Regions from separate parts of the Sus scrofa genome. Here region 1 is linked to region 2. A link is a contact called in public promoter capture Hi-C data. All regions are on one chromosome and are shown on one strand. The core of a region is the stretch at or near the end of the contact, and the rest is flanking DNA. Distances in the headings are between cores, read along the strand shown. Region 1 holds the start of GPRASP1 (G-protein coupled receptor-associated sorting protein 1). Region 2 holds the start of HNRNPH2 (heterogeneous nuclear ribonucleoprotein H2).

Region 1 (2,700 bases), core at 188-2,687, 730 kb after region 2:
CTTTTCTCTAGGACAATAGAAGAGGAGCCAGGAGTGTGACCCTACCTGGATCTAACACCTGACTCTGAGGTGACAGAGAGGGAGAATTGTCTGAGCAGGTGGGGGTCGGTCCTGACAGGGAAAGGTCCTCTTAGAGCAACTGGGAGGACAGAAAAATGGCAAAGTGCGTTACCAGTGGTAATGAGAAAACAACAATGTGGCAGAAAGAATGAGGCCACTGGTGCAGACAAGTGGTTGTGTCCTCAGGCCAGAGAGCTAGGGCTGCCTTCCTTCAGAAGATGGGCAGTGGATGGGCCTCCCTGGGCGCCCCCTCCCACCTTCCTCCAGACTTTGGCCCCTGAAGGTGGGAAGCAGAATTGGGGAGGGCTGCCCCAGAACCCTGGCACCATCTGGCCTCAAATAGCCTCTCCCCTCCCAGCCTGCTTTCCTGATGTTTCCTCTACCTCACCAGACACGTTATGCAGGAAATATGGTGGGTCAGGCCTAAAAAGGGCCCATAACCAGATGGTTTGGCATTTAATCTGTTCTCACTTTAGTTCTGCTTTCTTAACTCTCTTCCACTTCATCTTCCTTTTCAGGTGACAAATAAGGAAACCATACAGTGGGATGAAGGGGAGGGGTGGGAGCTGGAGGAGGGAAGTGGTTCAGGAGTACAAATATACTTGAGTATTAATCCTCTTCCATGAGTACAGAGTTGTTTTCCAAAGTATCTAGGTGCATAAAATATCGCGGGCATCAGGAGAGGCGGAAGCATAAAAATAGCGTATGTACACACCAGAGTAGTGTGATATTAATAAGCTTCACTCCATGCATCTCTGCTTTCTCACCTTAACTTAGACCATTTTTGTGCAAGAGAGAGTAAGGGCGAGAGACTTAAAGAAGAACAAGAGAAGACTAAAGCATTTGGTATTGATCAACAAGTCCAACTTGAGCAGCTTTCCAGACGCCCCGCTCAGGTCCTGCCCATTCCTTCCAAAAAATGAGTGCTGGGAGGGGCGGCTTGGAGGGGACTCTCTCACAGAGGGGACACACAGATTTTAGAGAGGATGAGAATTTATCTTCCTTTCACTTTTCAGCCTCTCTGTCTCAAACCTTTTCCCCAACCTTCTTACCCCGACCCCTACCGCAACCCACTCACCCACCCCTGCAGATCTAGGGCTCAGGAGGGGAGAAATGTGTAAAAACTACATTTTGGTATCCGTCCGCCTTATTAGGCCAGAGCTGATTCACTGACGTCAACTCCCGAAACCGGCAACATTTCAGTTCAGAGGGAAAGATTGTATCCTGGGGCGGAGCGGGGAACTCCAGAGAGAGGTAAACTTAACATGAGACCCTTTGGTTTTAGTCTGTGTCTCCTCGTCCAGCCCTGTTTTTCCTAAATGCAGACCCCGCCCCCGCCCACCCAGCACACCGAACAGCCCGGGTGGGAGGGGCGGAGCTCGCCGGCAGAGGAAGGAGCGGCACTAAGCAAAGCGCGGTATCACTCCGCTTCCGTGAGGCCGGATCCCCTGAAACTCCTCCTCCGCGGCGCCCGCTGTCGGTTTTGGTTCAGTGGACGTGGCGAGACAAAGTCTGCGGAGGGAAAGGTAGCTGTTAAAGAGTCACTAGGAGCGGGTCGCTGAGGCGTCCTGGGGACGGGAAGAAGAAGGAAATACCCAAACGTGACAGTTCTTTGCAGTTACGGCCCTTCATCTGATAAAGCAGGTATCTCGTCCTGAATCCCAGGTGCAGGGCCCATCCCCAAACATAGTCGCCGCCATTGTCTCGTGTTCTTGCGTCCGTCTGACTGTCTGACCTTCTTTCTTAGGGCTCGGCATCTCTCGAGGCAAGGGAATGAGAAAACTGCTTCTGATCCAAGCAGAGCAGGTCAGTGAGAAGGCAGGCATCGCTTGGGAGTGTGGCTGTGGGTGTTAGAGGTGAATGTGGGAGATGTGACCTGGTCATGGGGTGCGGGCGGTGAGAGGGAGAGAGGGACGAGGGTCATTTGAATGGCATCCAACGATCAGTTAAAATCTACCTCATGCTAGCTTGATCTCCAGACAGTCGCCCCACCTCCGACCATGTTTGGGGAAGGAAAAGAGTGTAGTTAGCGGCTTCTAGTGGAGAAATGGCGGATTATATTAGGAGGAGGAGGGGGCTGCTGCTGTGGGCAAGAGCAGTTGTCTGGGGACCCCTGAGAGGGAAAAGTGTATAAAGAGGTTGTGTTTGATAATCAAGGCCCTGGATTAGAAAAGAGCCTCTTGTCCTGGCTACTAGGCTAACCGTTAATAACCAAGTCTCTCCTGCTGTCTTCTCATTTGGTCCTTTGAGTGTGTATCATGCGTTTATATCTGTAGGTTTCTTGCTACATTTGCGGTACTCTACGTTTCTGTAAAGATCTGTAGGGGTCAGCGAACTTCAAAAGAAAGGGGAAAGGAAAAAGGAATTTGGCCTAATTTCTGTAGAGTGGGCAGTGCTTGGATGGTTAAGACTAGAGCAGATAGGGGTCTTGGGGAAGCTCCAGATCTTCTTTCTGCCAGCTTTCCAAACAGGCCTCCCTTAGTCGCACCGTATTTTCAATGGTAGGCTTTGGGGAGGAGAAAGAAACACAAGAACTTAGATGAAATTTAGAAATAATACTTTTCATTGATTTCTCAGCCAGCTTCCATGGTTTTTCTGAGCATTCTACCCTTACTAACACCACTATCTTGGAGGAATGTC
Region 2 (2,938 bases), core at 222-2,721:
GCTTACAGAGGAGCCTATGCACCAAGCATGTTATTATGTTTTTAACACTATCAGTCAGGGATTATTAACCTTTTCTAGACTACAGATCCCTGTGAAAATCTGAACAAAGTTCAAGATTCTCTCTTCAGAAAAACACACATACTTAATATTTGCAAATTTGCCTTATTTTCCCCATGCAGTTCAGGTTAAGAACATTTCTTCTATATGCCCAAGTGCAGGGCCTGGTACTGCACTGTGCTTTTTTTGGTCTTTTCTTTTCTTTTTTTCTTTCTTTTTTTTTTTTTTTTAGGGCCACTCCCGTGGCATAGGGAAGTTCCCAGGCTAAGGTTTAATGGGAGCTGCAGCTTCTGGCCTATGCCAAGGCTACAGTAATGCAGGATCCGAGCTGAATCTGTGACAATTTACAGATGAAGGCTGTGTGGATCAGATAGGATCAATATCTGTCTTATCCAGTCTAACCTTTTATCTTCAAAAGATAAAGGCCCTTGACGTCAACCTTCCAACCAGATGTTATACTCAAGGGCTACAGGAAGGGGTGATCTCAGAGACTCCATGGTCTCTCTAAATTGCTTCCACTTACAGCCAAGGAACCCATGACCCAAAAAGAGGAAGAAAGGGCACGTGTCATAGTCCTCTGTCCTTCCTACTCACCACAGCTGTCTTCACTGCTAGTACCTCGCAGAGAGAGAGCAGTAGCTCTTAATAAGGGTCTGAACAGAACCAGATGATAAGTGGAGAACATCCTTAACTGGGTGATTAGGCAGAGAGAGGCGGAGAAGTAGAGGTCTCTGGCCGGACTCCCACCCCGGCGGGTGGGGTGGGGAGGCTACATGGAGAAAATTTAGGGCTAGTTCCCATCCAGGCTAGTTTGCTGGCGATAAAAAAAAAAAAAAAAAGCAGGAGCAATAGGGCAGCTCTCCCTGGGGCTCGAATTTTCTCGCTGCGACCCTCCATGCCTTCAACGGTAGCCGGAAGGAAAGGCGAAGGGAAGAATGTACCCAGTATTTCTGATACCTGATACAGGAATCCGGATCTTCTTGACAGTCCACATTGCACATGAAGCGCTCCCAGTGCAGCCAGCCCATGGTAGGGGTCCTCGCCAAGCCGTTGTTCAGGGCCCGGGCCCCTGGGACGCCCCAGAGAACCTGGGCCAGGAAGCAAAATGGCAGCACGTAGCCCAGCCGCCGGACCCTGCTCACCGGCTTCATCGTAGCTGTCATCACGCAACAGAGATCTCCAGGAGTCACCTGGGCTTCTAGGTTCTTAAGGGCTAAAAAGGCGGAGGCGGCCCGCGGAACCCAACTTCGCTCGCCTACCCAATCATCGGTGAGTTGTTAAGCAATGACGAAACTGTTTCTCCGGCAACTGGGATGGTTATCCCCAGAGGCGGACCAATAACCAGTCAGAGAAGACGCCCCGCCACCAACCATACCATCTTTTTCTGAATATCGACCCGCCCTATTGTCATACCAGAAGGAAGTGCGGCACTTTAATGATCCCGCGGTAGAGCCGAGCAGTGCTCACGTGACCGAGATCTCACATGACGTAGGTCCTCACGTGACCAGTCGCTTACGTGAGCAGAAGTAGTTCTGGTCGTCGTCTACCGTCTCGCTATAGCCGTTTGAGGGAAGAAAGAGGAAAATTATCCGGTATCGTTAGAGGTTGGTGTGTGGGTGGGAGCCGGGGCCCCGGGGGGTGGTGATGATGAAGACCAAAGCGGGGTCCGCGGGCCGCCTCCGCCTTTTTCGTTCCCTGCTTTCCGCTCCCCCGCTCTCCCCTCCCCCCGTCTCAGTGCCGGGAAGCCGCCTTTGCTGCGCCTGGTGGGGAAATGGTGGACGTTTCGTGACTGTGTCTGTGTTTTTGTATATCTGTCTGTCTGGGCGGGTCTCAGAGGACCCTTAAGAGAAACCATAAGCTGAAAGACATTGGAAAACCACGTCCCTAGTTTAGGAAGATCCTGATCTTGAGACCAGAGGTCTGAGTGCTGGTCCATCCATTCAGGCACCCAGTCTCCAGTGCCTGATTGTCTGTCTGTAGGGGGAGGCACCAAGCGAATTTGATCTGTAGAGTCACGTCTAGGCAAATGCTGCGTGCCTCACAGAGGCGCCCAAGGAATTTTTAAAAATTGAATTAAATATTTAAATAACGTTTATTTTTCTGCTTGTAACAATTCACATGCTCAATTTTGAACATTGGAAAAATAACAGTATACTATAAATTAAAAAAAAATACACCCAGAGATAACAGCTCAGCATTTTGGTCTATAAAAAGTCTGTACATATCACAGGCATAGGTGCACAAATTCTTCACTCCTAAATGGAATCCTGGGTCCTACTTCAGGCAACAGAGTCCTCGTGGCCTTCCCAGGAGTCACAGTAATGAAGTAGAACTTCCCTGCCACTACAGTGGGGGACGTGAAAGCCTAGAGTGCTGTAGGGACGTTAAATGGGATGGGTCATCCAAGAAATAAGGCAGGCAAAATACCAGTTCGTAAATCTGTCACTCAGACTAAAGACGGTCCGTAGGAAGGCTATTATCATGGCAGATGCAGTGTTCCAGGCACATAATAGGCAATTAGTAAATGTTGACTTGAATCCTCAGTGTAGTTTTAGGGCAGTTATTACACTTTGTCCTTTCTTTCCAAGAGGCCCAGTGTTCCCCAGACCGTGTCAGATAAGTCATCCACATACAAAATGAGAAAATTTTATAAAATTTGCTCTACCAATCCCAGAAAAGTAAACATTTTGTTAGTTTTCTGTTATTTTTCCCTGAAATAAAGGTAACTACTCTCTATAGAAAATCAAGAAGGCACAAAAAATTGACAAAAATTTTGAAAAATCCATAAATCTACCAGAGTAACCACTATTAACATGTGCCATATTAACACGTACTTTTCTAACATTGCTCTTTATTCTAATTACAGTGATTTAAAAGTTAA

The links. Promoter capture Hi-C pulls out the DNA fragments that hold promoters and counts their contacts.
Region 1: a promoter capture Hi-C map of liver shows a contact between it and region 2, with 6 times the contacts expected there. The contact joins the promoter of GPRASP1 here to the promoter of HNRNPH2 in region 2. A contact is called at or near these places in 1 of 5 promoter capture datasets (liver) and 3 of 47 Hi-C or Micro-C datasets (heart right ventricle, liver and mesenteric adipose tissue).

The regions. Positions count from the first base shown.
Region 1 is chrX:83,763,773-83,766,472 of Sscrofa11.1, forward strand. It overlaps GPRASP1 (G-protein coupled receptor-associated sorting protein 1), which reads left to right and starts at 1,438. Exons shown (of 11, transcript XM_021079932.1): 1 at 1,438-1,586; 2 at 1,808-1,866. ARMCX5 (armadillo repeat-containing X-linked protein 5) reads left to right here. Exons shown (of 5, transcript XM_021079854.1): 3 at 1,365-1,586.
Region 2 is chrX:83,031,054-83,033,991 of Sscrofa11.1, forward strand. HNRNPH2 (heterogeneous nuclear ribonucleoprotein H2) reads left to right here and starts at 1,472. Exons shown (of 2, transcript XM_021079664.1): 1 at 1,472-1,661. It overlaps GLA (galactosidase alpha), which reads right to left and starts at 1,220. Exons shown (of 7, transcript NM_001177925.1): 1 at 1,015-1,220. The coding sequence starts at 1,220.